2 separate regions of the Sus scrofa genome follow, and region 2 is linked to region 1. The links are chromatin contacts, called in public Hi-C maps. All regions are on one chromosome and are shown on one strand. The core of a region is the stretch at or near the end of the contact, and the rest is flanking DNA. Distances in the headings are between cores, read along the strand shown.

Region 1 (6,717 bases), core at 2,504-5,003:
GCAAAAAGAACAGGAACAAAACATGCCTTGCAAGACTGTAAGTTGTGTGAGTCCTGGGGTCATATCTGTCTTCCTTGTGCCTGCATCCCCACCTCTCCGTCCCAGCTCCCTTGCTCAGCCCTCCTGGGGCAGGGCCAGTCTAGCCGCCTTCACCAGTGGCCTGGTGCATGGTAGATACTTGCTGAGGAGGTACCCTGCCTCTTTGTCTATCACTGCTTCCAATAGAAAAGGACACACCTCTAAGCCCTCAAATGTGCTGTTCTCTCTGCCAGGAGTAGTGCACCCCTCATGCAGCTCAGCCTAAAAGTCATCACCTCTGGGAGGTCTTCCAGGACCACCTCAGCCAGGCCAAGCCCCTCCCTCACACCTCTCCCAACAACACAAGCTGTACCCTGGTCATACTTCATCTAGGTCCATCTCTTTCTGAGTGAGGGGGTCTCCCCAAGGGCAGGCCCAGGTCTCCCTGCAGCCTCACAGGGCCAGGCTCACAGGAAAGCTCTCAGCTTCATCGTCTCTGCTCCAACCTACTCCTGAACACAATTCAGCATTTTTTTCCCCTGGAGGAGCCAGGCCCAGGGGGAGGTCAGCCACTTCATCAGCCCCCACACCTCTTGGACCCCCCTTTCTGGGTCAACTCTTTCCCTAGCAGCCCACCCGTTTTCCCTGAGTACCACTGGGGCTCCCGGCATCCATCTCTTCTCTTCCAGAGCTGCCCTCAGCAGGAGACATAATGGGTGGGGAAGGGGGACCAGAGGAAGATCCCTGAGAGAACTCTCCTCCCAGCTCTCTGTGTCTGTAGCCTGTGATAGATGCAGAGTGGGGGATGGGAGAGATGGCAGTGGCTGGTCCTCAGTCCAAATCCAGGTCACTCCCGGTCTGCTTAGCAGCCGTCAGTAATTAGGGGCCAGCAGGACGTGGGCAGGCGGGTGGCAGGAGGCCTAATTGTCTGATTTTTCAGGTAATTAACGGGAGGCTGTCTGGCCTGTCCCCATGGGGCCCAGCATCCGCCACCCCATCCCCTGGGCAGCCCCAGCCGCCTAATGAAGCCAATTACTGAGTGGTGCTGGGGCCCTCATTAGCCACCTGGAAAGGTCGAGTGGGAATGGCACCAGGGGTGGGGGCTCAGCTGGTCATGGTGGAGGCTGGGAGCCCCCAGAGATCAGGGAGCAGACTGTACTGGCTGTAGGTCTCTGCTGCTGTGCACAGAGGATAGCCTGTCCACTCCTGGGACTTCACTTCTTGCCTCTCCTCTCAGGGCAGCAGCTTTAGGGCAAATCCTCCCCCTGCCATTTCCCAGCTGCATGGCCTTGGGCATGTCACTCCCCCGTCCAGCTCTGTTTCCTGAATCAGAGGTGATGGACATGAAACGCCTGGTGCAGTGGGTCCCCAGTGTGCGGTGCTCACCTTCTTCCCACAGGGCCAGCTCCTTCGCTTTGCTCTTGAGAAAAGGTTAGGCCTAAGGTCACCAGTGTGTCCGAAGCCTCTGCAGGGCCTCTGGTGGCAGCAGGGATGGCCCCTGGGATTTGCCCCCAAGGGCCCCTGGGAGGGGTCAGAGAGGTAATCTGGCTGGGAAGGGAGGCCCAGGAGCAGCTGGCCTTCCAGTCACCTGAGCAGAGTGACAGTGGGAAAGCAGGAAATCTCCAGGAAATGTGGGGCTTTGGAGATGGTGGTGCAACTGGAGGCTCTCCACCTCTCTGGATGCTCCAGGACATGTAGGAAACGCCCATGGGCATGTGATGGTGCCCTAGTCTGCTATCCAAGGCCAGGAATCCATCCTTTCTTGGTTGGCCCGCACCACTCTTGGCCCAGGAGATCACTATGCCTTCAGATGTTGAGTTTTTTTGGCTTCTGTGGCTCCTCTGTTTTAAGAATTCTGTGACCTAATTCCACGCTGACAAATTCCATGCTGTTCCGGCTCCTGTAATCATCAGCTAATGCTACTTTTGGTCCTACTGCCAGCCCAGAATCTAGGTCAAGGGTTTCCAAACTGTGTCCCCCAGGAATCCTGCAGTGGGAATGGAAGGGGGAGGCTACTGACCCTCCAAATGGAACAGCTGGGCTTTGATCTTTGATAAAATCTTAGGAGCGCCTCTATAGTGAGCTCTTGACATGTGCCAGGCATGCACAGGGCCTTTGCCGCCGAGATTCTGGTTGTCCTCATAGAACCCCACGAGGAAGTAGCGTCACATCCCCATTTTACAGATGAGGCTGCTGACGTTGTTGGAGGCCAGGGCTAAGCGACCTGCCCCAGGGCTCACAGTCTGTGGAGAGGAGAGATGGGACTTGGACCCAGTTTCCACTCTGAGCTGCTGGGAGTATGGGATCTGCAGCTAGAAAGAAAACGATGTGCAGGAGTTGGGGAGAGTGTCCCATTTTTCATGATTTGTTTCCTCCAGGTCAGAATGGGCACATCTGCTTATCTGCCCCAGAAGAGCATGGCCCCAGCCCCAGGTCACCTGGGGCCCCTGTGCCCCACCATGTGGTGTCTGGGAACACGAGGGCCCATCTGCCCATCTGTGTTTCCCTTCCCTCTGCTGTGGGCTGTGTTTCCCCCTGGTCCAAACAACAAGATCCAGCCCAGAAATAGCATATGTTTCAGGCCTCTGCTCGTCCAAGTCATAAATCGCCTAGTGTGATGTGCTCCTTGTGTCAGCTTGCTTCAAAACTTGGGGTGGGGGTGGCTGAGGGATTGTGAGGAGCACTCAGGGCCTCCTCCAGGCTGAGTAGAGAGCTAGGAGACTGGATAAGCTCAGGACTGAGGCTCAGAAAGGCAAGAAGGGACCAGTCCTTGCTAAACCTGGAACTGGCTTGAATACTCAGTCTGGAGTGGGAACCAGAGGATGGTGGCCCACATTCAACTTGAGCTTAAGGGCTTAGACTTAAACTGGAGCTGAGGTCAGAGATCAGAGGGTTGAGCTTCAGTCTTGTCCAATGGTCAGAAGTCCAGTCTTGGCTTAGAGTCAGGGTTCAGAGGGCAGGGGCCATGACTCAGAACCTGATGAGCCAGGCTCTCTGGGGTCAAGGTCAGGACTCAGGCTGAGGTAGGGTCAGAGGTCAGAGGTTAACATCAGCTGTGTGCTGATCTTTCTGGAGGGGGTCTCAGAAGAAGAACTGTGGCGAGGCCCTAGGTCCCCAGTCACTGCCCAGGGTCCTCTCACTTCCCAGACTGCCCCGAGAGGCGGTCCTTCAGGCTCTTCAGGCATCTGCTGTCCCACCTGAGCCATGTGCAGGCAGCATCGTCCTGGGCACATTTTCCAGGCCTCCATTCTGCCAGCTGAGTTTTCCTGCCTCTTCTCTGTTCTGGGCCCAGCATGACCAGAGATTTGGGGATGAGCCCACACAGCAGCTGGTGGGGGAGTTGGGGTGGAGGAGGCAAGCAGGAATGAGAGGCCAGCAGGCAGAGAAGGGTGCCAAGGAGGAAGCCTTATCACAGGCCTCTCTGTTCTCATCTCCCACGGGGCCTGGTCATGGACCAGTCTCAGCCATTCACCCACTGCTGGGGCCCTGACCCAGGAGGTCTCCTCCTCCCCAAGGGGAGCACAGGGAGATTCAGCCAAGAGGGGAACCAGCATGTGTAAGAGGGTGAGGGCTGCAGGGAGGTGAGAGAAGACCTGGGGGACAGGAATGCACGAGAGCCAGTGGAGGATGTGTGGACGAGGAGAGGGCTGCCCAGCCCGCCCAGGATGCAAGGCCTCCAGGGTTTGGCTGCGAAAGTCCCAGTCAACTGAGCTATTAATACCCAGCTACGACCCACGCACCCTTGCTGGGAGGACGCCGAGTTCCTTGGGGGCTAAAAATGGTCTGAGATGAGGGTGGCCCAGTGTCCTCCCTCTCTTCTTGTCAGAGGAGCTGGGGCCAAAGGCCAAGCTGGCCTGGAAGGAGGCTGGAGCCAGGGTGGGGGTGCAGAGGGTGACTGAGGTGCTCAGCCAGTCCAATCCCTGTGGCTCAGAGGCCCGAGGTAAGGGACTGTGGGCTGGCCAGCAGTCCCACCCAGGAGGGGACCACCACCCGGCTCTCCTAGCTCCTTATCCCCACCCAGGCCTTGTCTTTCCCCTCAGACCTCAGCTTAGTCTGCCCCAGGCTGCACCAAGGGTCTGAGGGCTGCCTATCTTCTCCTATGGGGAGGGGCCCTGAGGGGATTCTGGGGAGGAATTTGGAGCCTCTGGTGGGACCTGAGCTGCTAAAGCAGAGCCGTTCATGTTTCAGTTTCATGTGTGAAATCTCAATTGTTCACAGCATTCTTTGAGAAAGGAGTTACTGGAAGCACCATTTTATGGACGAAGAAACTGAGGCTTGGTCATGTCTCCAGAGCCTGAGCTGAAGAGACCTGGTTTGTCAGACTCCAAACCCTACCCTGTTATGTCATTATAAAAGGAGGTTTCTTGGTTTATCTCAGGGATCCGTAAACCAGGTGTCTCCATCAAAATGCCCTGATCGCCATAGTGTCCCCAGCCCTCTTGGGTGGCTGGACCAATAATGAGGGGCCTACAGGGACACCTTCCTCCTGCCTTGGTGAACCCCCCCTCCCAGGGGTCGGCAGCCACTTCCTCCCTCATCCCTAAGGCTCAAGGGCATATCCTGGGAGCCTGTGCTGGTCTTCTGGGCTCAAGGCCACTCAAGGCCACCTGCTCCCTGCTGTGACTCCCTCCCCTCCCATGACAGATGCTCCAGGATCCAGACACCGACCCCAGAAAAGCCCAGACTTGGCCGGGAGAGTCAAAATGAGAAAGTGGCTAAGAGGTGTTAGCCCTGGAGGCCCCCTGAGCCGGAAATCGCGACAGCTGCCTGGCTTACAGGCCCTGGGTACTGGGCCCTGATCCAGGGCAGGCAGCAGCCGTGTCAGGTGTCCAGAGGACTTGGGGGGAGGTGATGGCTGGAGCCAGGGCCAGCCTGCCTGTGGTTAGCAGGGCTGTCGACACCTCTTGGGCTGCCAAGGCAAAGTGGGATGAGGGGCCTGGGGAAGGGGTCCTCCCTTAGCCTGGAGGGTCTGAGGGGAGCACAGGCCCTGCCTTGAAGGTCAGGGGAAGGAAGCACAGTCCTGTCCTAAGTTGAGAGATTCCTGGCTCTGCCTGAGAAGTCTGAGTGGGACAGACCCCTAGCCTTGGGGGCTGTAGAGGGGGTGTCTTTCCTAATGGCTGGTGGGGAATGGGGTGTGGGGGGTTGTCCCAGCCTGACACCAGGGAAGGCTGCCCACTGAACCTGCCTCCCTCCTGTTCCCTGCTGGGAGGCTGGTGGCTCTGCTGGACAAGGCAGGAGGCCTCTGGCCTCAGGCTGACCGCACAAACTCCTCCCCAGGAGAAAAGTAGAGGCCTAGCTCTGCCTGGATTTTCCTCAGCCCTTGGAGTGGGTCTTGGCCTTGGCATTGGTGGAGAGGGGGGCACAGGCTAGCTTCAGAGAGGTGGTTCCAGGGGAGCCCTCTTGGGATGCCCCCCTCCTGCCTCCACCCTGCTCATTTGATCCATGCACCTCAGCTCTCCTAATGCCCATGTGCTCACCCCCTCTGGAGCCACCTCCCCAGGCAGTCTTCCTGGATTGATAGAAATGAGGAGGCCTCATGCTCCCAACTCCTACACCAGGCCTGGAGTGTCCACAGCCACCCTTCCCTGCCAGCAGAGCCTGACCTCATGCGGTCTTGGGCCTCCATCTCTTTCCTCACCATTTTTTCAACAATCCCTCCCTCCCAACTCTTTCCTAGTCCCCAGGCCTCTGGTTCTCTGGCTGATCTAGCCCCTTGGCCATGCCAGGTCTGGGGTCCTCTCCCTTTGCAGCTGTCCCTGCTGCTCAGTCTGGGCCTCAGTCCCCTGCCCTGTGTCTCTGTCTCTTCTCTCTGGGGTTATCTTGGTCCTTTGGGTTCTGACTCAGACCTGACCCTGTCTCTCTGTTTGTTTCCATCTCTGCCCCTCTCTCTATCTCTGTCTGGCTCCCTGACCTGGTCTCCCATATCTCGGCCTCTCTGTCTCTGTTGCTCTAGAACCAGGTCCCAGCAGTGTCTCCCCTCCCCACCTGGCCAGGGCGCCTGCTCAGACATCTGCTCTAACGTGTATTCACTGGGCCCCACGAAGAGCTCAGACAACACTTGTGGTCTCAACTCTGGCCCAGTTCCAGAGGAACTGCTGGATTCCCAGAAGCCGGGGGAGGGAGAAACAGGCCAGAGGGCCATGTGCCTGGAGGGGCTAATGGCCCTGGGCCTCCCTCTTCTCAGGCCACTGGCCCTGGTCCCTACCTGCCACAACTCCTGGTGCCCCAGGCTTCACATTTGACCCCACCACAGATGGTTGTGTGACCCCAGGAGGGTTCTGAGCTCATATCCTCTTGTCCAGAGTGGGGCCAGCAGGGCCTACTTCAGCAGGTGTCAGAGGAGAGATGTCAATGCACGTAGTGAACAGTTGGCACTGTGCCCAGCACACAGTGCTCCATAGAGTCCCCATTACTGTTACTGTGACTGCAATTCCTCAGGGTCCCCAGAGTCATAACAGGTGGAGTGGGGGGTGGGCAGAGCTTCTGCTACTTGAAGTGTCCCATAGCCACCCCGAGTCCCACGCCTGTCCCTTCCTCTTTTGGACAGAAGACATCTCCCCACACCAGGAACCCTCCCGTCCTCAGAGTACATCTGAATTGCACACTGCTCACCAAGTTAACCACTGCTGGCTTGGGGATATATTTTTTTAAGAAGACATTTTTTCCAGGGGGAAAAACACGCAGGAGCTATAATTAGTC
Region 2 (6,364 bases), core at 1,001-3,500, 43 kb after region 1:
AGTTGTCTGTTATGCTTAGTCCAGGCCTAGCTTGGGCAGGTGCTGACTGCGGCTGGGTCCCCAGCCTGGGGCACAGCCTGGAGACTGAGGGCTGTGTTAGAGCTGTGACCCCACCTGTAGCCATAAGTTGCTTAAAGCCCCATCTGCAGACCCCACCTCACCCTGATGGTGTCTGTAGCAAATTATCTGGGTGGGGATCCTAGAGGGGGAAGCTTCCCGCATCCTCAGGCCAGGCTTCCACTTCTGTCCTCAGGCATCTTGAGACAGCCTCAGCCTCTCTGGTCCCTGGAGGGAAATGGTTCAGAGGCTTTCTAGAATGGAAGGAGGCTCAAATTGTGCTCAGAGCCCAGGTCTTGGTCTTTTGCAGCTAGAGTTATAGCAGGAGCTCCGCCCTTAATCCCCGCCCCATCCCCACCCAGAGTCCTGGGCTTGAGGGGGTTGGGAGAGGCCTAAGGCGCCAGGGGTTCTGAGGCTGGAGGTCAACAAGATGGGCTGCTGGGGCGGAAAGGGCCCTTGACTAGGTTTGGGTGGGACAGCACCTGCCTCCACTCCCAGGCTGAGCCTGACACCTTCTACCCAAGGCAGCGGCCCCACCCCCACATATTCCTAGGACTCCAGACTGGGGCTGAGGAGGGGTGGTGGTGCAGGGCAGGCAGGCTCTGGAGAGGGCTGGGCCAGGCATTTCCTGCTGACGGGTGCCAGGCTCCAGTCCCCTGAAGGGGTGATTCTTTAGTCTTAGTCAGAGGAAGTGAGGCAGGGCAAATGGGCAGTGTGTGTGCAGTGCCGCCAGGCCAGGCAGGGCAGGGCAGCTGTAGGAACCAGGGTGCAGGCCTGGCCCTGCACGTTCCCTGCAGCCATACACACTATGTCTGCCCTCAACAGCCAGCCTGTTGCCCAGCACCCAGGCGGGTCACCCGGAGACCAGGCGCCAGCAGCGACTAGCCCCAAATTCTGGCTCCCTCCTCCCCAGTTGTTGAGGCTGTGTTTTCCCGCTCATCTGCTCTGTGGCTTAGACTGACCACTTCACCCTCTGAGCCTTAGGGTTTTTCATCTGTGAAATGGGGAAATCTGTGGTACACATATGCCCCTGGCTTTGCCCCACCCCAGCATCAGGACCCTCCCAGTTTGGCCCACTGGGAGTTCTGGAGAAAGAGCCTGTGTCCTCCTTGAGCAGAAGGGGTGATCCAGGCCCAGAGTGTGGGGCCTTCTCAAGAGCTGGCTGCTTAAATGGTTTATGTCATGCAGATGTGCCCAGGGGTGACCCCAAGCCCCCTGGATGAACTGTCTGCATCCTCACCCTCTGCTGGCACCCAGCAGCTGGACTCTCCCTGCACCCCACTGGGGGTGAGTTACCAACATCAGGGCTGCCCACAGGCCCAAGGCTGCGGGCACCCACCACAAGGCCCCCACCCTGTCCCACAGCCCTGCCTTGGGCCCCTTATGTCTGGATTGTCGGGCTGCTCCCTGACACAGCTCTGACCCAGGGGGTAGGAGGTGCGGGTTCTGTCTTGATTTCTCAGACAGGAACCTCTTCCCCAAGGCCCCACCTCTCTCCCTCTTAGGAAGCCAACCTTGGCCAAATGGATAAAGAGGAAGCCTGGAGGCTCAGGGCTCCAATCCCCAGTCCCTAACCAAAGGAGGCAGGAGGCAGGGCTGTGAGTGGGGAGAACCTGCCCTGGAGAGAGCCCTGGCCCATGTGTTTATATAGGTACATATATAGCCAGGTGCTCATGGACGTGAGACCAGCCCAAGGATGAGCAAGGTGGCCTTGGAATTAGCTCACACCACAAAAAGTCACAGGGAGCAGAGGTTAAGCAGGGCCTTAGTGAGCACTCAGACCAAGAGACCTCCTCTGCTTTCCCACCCTGTGGGCCAGGGGCTCCTTGCCCCTCTGTGCTCTCAGTGAGGGCCAGCACTGGTTGAGGGCAGGGGCATAAGCAGAAAGTTTCAGCCCTCAGAGTCAGGGTGACAGATGGGGATGGAGCCTCGGAGACCTCTCACAGAGAGAGGGAGACCCAGACTCAGGAGGGGACGGCTTGGGGAAGAGCCTTGTGTCCTCATAGGTCCCAATAGCATGGTTCTGCCCCAGCTCTGACTGAGCCCAAAGGGGAAAGGTAAGGAAGGCAAGGAGGGCCTCCAGGAAGGATGTGGCTGAGCCAGATGGGGAGAAGGTGCCAGGCTCTGGCCAGGCTGGGCAGTCGGCCTCCCTGCCCCAGGCCTGGGCTAGGTGGGGGCAGAAGGGCTCAGGCGGGCGGGCGGGCTGTTGATCCAGGCCAACAATGATGAAACGGCCCCTTTGTCCTGCGGCGCCAAAGTTGCTGTGACTGGAGGAGGCGTGACGTGAAAGGGTCATTGTTCCCACTTGGGCAGCCACTCAGGGAGCTGGAGGACCGGCCCAGGGTCGGCTTCCTGCCAAGGCTGCAGCCCTGCCTACTGCTGTGGCGGTCAGAGTGTCCTGGGCTCCCGGCCTCCTACCCATGGTCAGCTCCCTCCCTGGGGCCAGCCGAGCACAGGGTATACAGGCGTCTTCCCGAAGGTGTCCCCCTCCCTCCCCTGGGCTCCTCAGGTCTGTAGTCATGTTGTTACAGATCATTGTTGGGGCTGGGTTCTGCTCTTTGCATACTTAAGGATGCCTAAGTGCCAAGAGAGCTTGGAGGTAGAGCAGGTGCTTTGTCCTGGGACACGGAAACAGTGGTGACTTCACATCACATGGCTGTGCCCTCAGGGAACCCCTCCCCCAACCTTGCAGGTGAGGGGAGAGTGGCCCAGAAAAGGGCACTGGGTGGGCCACACGGCACTAGTTGGTCTGCTACACCCTGGCTAGAACTCCTCATTTGTCCCCACACCTGATGGACCCCACCCTCTCTGGGCCCCTAAAGGCCCCTCCAACTTTGCCAGCTCCCACCCCTTCCTGTCCCTCTAATCCATTCCTTCCTGAGCAGTTCCCCCTCCCCAAGATCTTTCCAAAACCCAAACCTGATCAGGTCCCTCTTGGGCCTCAAACCTGTCATGTCCTCACCATCCAGAGAAAGTTCCATCTCTTGTGCTGGCATTCAAGACCTTCACTGTGCTGGAGCAGCACAGGTGAGAGGGTCTTTCTAGAGACTGGAGCCTTCCTCAGCCCCTGTATGGGAGCGTTAACCAAGTAAAGTCACTTTTATCGTCCCGAGGCCAGCCTCCACTTCTTTGCTCCCACAGATCCTGCCCCTCTGGGTTCACCTCTCCCCTCCTCCTCTGGGGCTCAGGTGAAAAGCCTGCAGGCTGGGCAGAGTGATCAGGAACGGCTGGTTCAGGCTGAAGCTGGAGCCCCCCCCTCCCCACCCCAGGTGGCCCGGCTGGCTCCGGTGCCCTGAACTGCTTTCCTCCCAGGCTCTCCGCTGCCCCCAGCAGCTGGCATCAGGCTCAGCCTGACCTAGGCTAATTATACCTCCCCCAGCCCAGAGGAGGCTCTGGCTCCAGCTCTAGACTTTTTTCCCTGGAGGGATGGAGCTAATTAACCGAGAGGGTTTAATTAATCAATTAGCGTGGCCTCCAGACCCCTCCACTTAGCTGTCGCAGTGGCAGATATTTATAAACAGGAGCTCTGCCTGGAACCAGAGGGGAGGGCAGGCAACCATGGTGGGCACAGAAGCAGTGAGAACAGAGGCTGCAGAGGCAAGAGGTCCTGTCAGTGGTGCCAGGGTGCCCAGTCCCCCTCCTCAGCATCTCCAAAGGCAGGCGCAGAATCAGCAATGCCTGAACGCGTGAGAACACACAGGGAGGCGTGTGCACTGGGCACATGCAACATCTCTGTGTGTACAGGCCACACAGGCCTGACATCCAGAGCCGGGCAAGTTCCCAGAGGTGTCCCAGATAGTGGTCAGAGGGCCGATGATGCCCAGCTGGACGTAGCACCTTGGCCAGCCAGGCCCCCAGGGGATGGGGCTGCACAACGGGCCATGGGAACCAGAGGAGGCACCAGAACCTCAGCTGGGGGAGGAGGTTGGGAAGACTTCCTGGAGGAAGAGGCATTTGAGCCAAACTCAGAGAAAGAGTAGACAGAGATAGCCCGTTGAAGGGAGCCATGGGCAATACAGATAGTTAAAGGGAGGAAATCACGGGTACAAAGGCCTGGAGTCAGGAGCAGTGGAAACTTCATCTTTACAAGATGGCCCCTTCTCTGGGAATCCTCCCAGCCCACCTTACCTATTAGAATTGGCTGCCCCTGAGTCTCTGCCCCCTCCAACCTGTGCACTCTGGGACAGTCCTGACTCAGCACTCCCTCCCAAGCTCCTCGAGGTGATGCCAGCTCTCTTCCTTTGCTTCTCCTGCCCCGCCCTCCCGGGGAGCCCACAGATGCCTCGCAATCCCTTCAGAAAGGGAGCTACAGGCCCCCATCCCCAAGGTGCTGCTTTCCTGGGGTTGGTATCGGTGGAAGCTCAGGTGCTGTTGGGATTAGGAGCAGTCAAAGCCCCTGTGGACCTCTCGCACCTGCAATAGTTGAGAGTGTTACTGAGTCCAAGCCTATACTGCTACACTGCGTGACAGTCCAATAGATTGAGAGATGAATTGTTGGGGCAAGCAATAGCGACTTTATTCTGAAAGCCAGTGGACAGAGAAGATGGTGGACTAGTGTCTCAGGGAAGCACCTTGCCAGAGCTAGAATTCAGACTTCTTTTATACTTAGAGGACAGGGGTTGTGTTTGGCATTTGCAAACTTCTTGGTATCACAATCTTTTGTTCTTGCAGCTGTCCAGGTAGGTCAGGTCACTGTGTTCCTTTAAACTTCCAGCAAGACCAATGTTTTTCTCTGTTCTGCAACTTTTTATCTCTGTATGTGGAAAAGTGTTATACCTTTAAAGGCCGGAGCCTTGAGAAGGGGCTATCCTGTGTTTTTTCAGGCTACAGGCAACATTCTTAACTTGTAGTAAAAACCATAGAATCAAAGGTTAAGGGAAAAGAAACAGATTCACCATGGAGTCAGATTTGTTCTTCCCTTTTTACAAGAGCAGGGATTCCTTAGCAGCCAGATGTGCAAGCAGACCCCAGTATGGACCCTTCCCAGCTTGGCTTCCTCATCTGCCCATTGGGGATAATCAGCACCTCCCTCCAAGGACTACAGGGAGGATTGAATGAGTTTATCATGTAAAACCAGAGGGACACACTGGCCCCGAGCAAAGGTCATGCTTATGTGTTATTATTATTAATGTTACTGCAGTTAGAGCTGCCACCAGATCAGATACCAGCGCAACTCCCAGGCAGGACTGTCATGAGGGCAGCTGGAGCAGCGGGCCCCAAGCAGGGGCTGCAGCTGAGGAATGATTCTGCCCTTACCACTTTGCTGGGTGCCTGGCACTGCGGATACATGGCTTCTGTAAATCAGCCACAATAATAGTCGAACTTACAAACGATCCTGCTTTCCTTTGGAAACCAATTGGAAAAAATAGAGCACAGGTGTTTGCCCTGGAAATGCCACTTCTGGGCATGAAGCCCAGGGAAAGAATCTGAGATGCAGAAAACACTGCACCCACGGTCCTGGCCCAGAGGTGCCAATGGGACAATGAAGTGGGGCAACCTTACAACCAGGGAGAGGTAGAGGAGAGGGCTGCAGGGGCCTGGCTCCAGGGGGTATGAGGAAAAGCTGAGCCCAGCCTTTGTTCCTGCTCCTCCTCCACCAGGAGCACCAGCCCAAGCCCCTAGGCTGGGCTCCATTGGGGGAAAGAGAAGCAGCTACTGGCAAGCCCAGGTTTGCAGCCATGCGAGTGGAGGACAGAGATAGCTCACGGAGGTGTGGTGCTGAGGACAGACAGGACTTGGGAATTGGGGTGGGGCGGGGCTAGTGAGGAGTGTCTTTGGGCAATGCAGGAAACAGCAAAGGAGAATGGGGCAGGGGGAGCAGCCAGAGAGCAAGGCCCTTCCTGATGACCCTTGGAAGACACCTCAGATCAATCATCAGACCATCCCTATACGCAGGCAAGGAGCAGGGAGCTGCGGACCATGGAACTGTGACCAAGAGCCAGTGCTCACCCAGGGGCCCTCTTACCTGGCAGCACTCTAAATTTCTCTGAGCCTTGGGACAGAGGACACTGCAGGGAGTCCCCTGAGCAGGTAGATAGAAAGAGCAAGTGTCCTCAAGGGGCTGCAGCAAAGCGTTCTGCTGGGGCAGAGTGGGGCTAGGCACGGACCACCCCGCCCCAACCAGGCACGCTGCCCAAGCACCCCACCCCAGCCAAGGCCCCTCAGCTCTGGGCACTGACTCCTAGGCTTCTCCTGATGCCAGGCTGTCCAGCCCTTGGGATGGAACCTAGGAACTGGGCCATAATCCCTGAGTCCTGAGTCTGGGGGCCAGGTCCCCTACCTAGTTCATTATTCTCATCCATCACCT

What was found. Hi-C and Micro-C count contacts between places; a contact is called where the count stands out from the background.
Region 2: a contact with region 1 is called in a Hi-C map of skeletal muscle, with 6 times the contacts expected there. The contact joins two enhancer-like sites. A contact is called at or near these places in 18 of 47 Hi-C or Micro-C datasets (alveolar macrophages, blood, brain and 9 more) and 1 of 2 datasets of contacts at active chromatin or transcription factors (skeletal muscle).

What each region holds. Positions count from the first base shown.
Region 1 is chr13:34,142,983-34,149,699 of Sscrofa11.1, forward strand. No RefSeq gene overlaps it. Among named protein-coding and RNA genes, the nearest start is that of RPL29, 25 kb to the left of the region's middle. Within about 2 kb of position 3,754, at least 19 of the 83 cell types and tissues checked have an H3K27ac peak or open chromatin away from gene starts, as enhancers often do. A contact at or near this core is called in skeletal muscle, where this site is marked.
Region 2 is chr13:34,187,876-34,194,239 of Sscrofa11.1, forward strand. No RefSeq gene overlaps it. Among named protein-coding and RNA genes, the nearest start is that of DUSP7, 20 kb to the right of the region's middle. Within about 2 kb of position 2,251, at least 27 of the 83 cell types and tissues checked have an H3K27ac peak or open chromatin away from gene starts, as enhancers often do. A contact at or near this core is called in skeletal muscle, where this site is marked.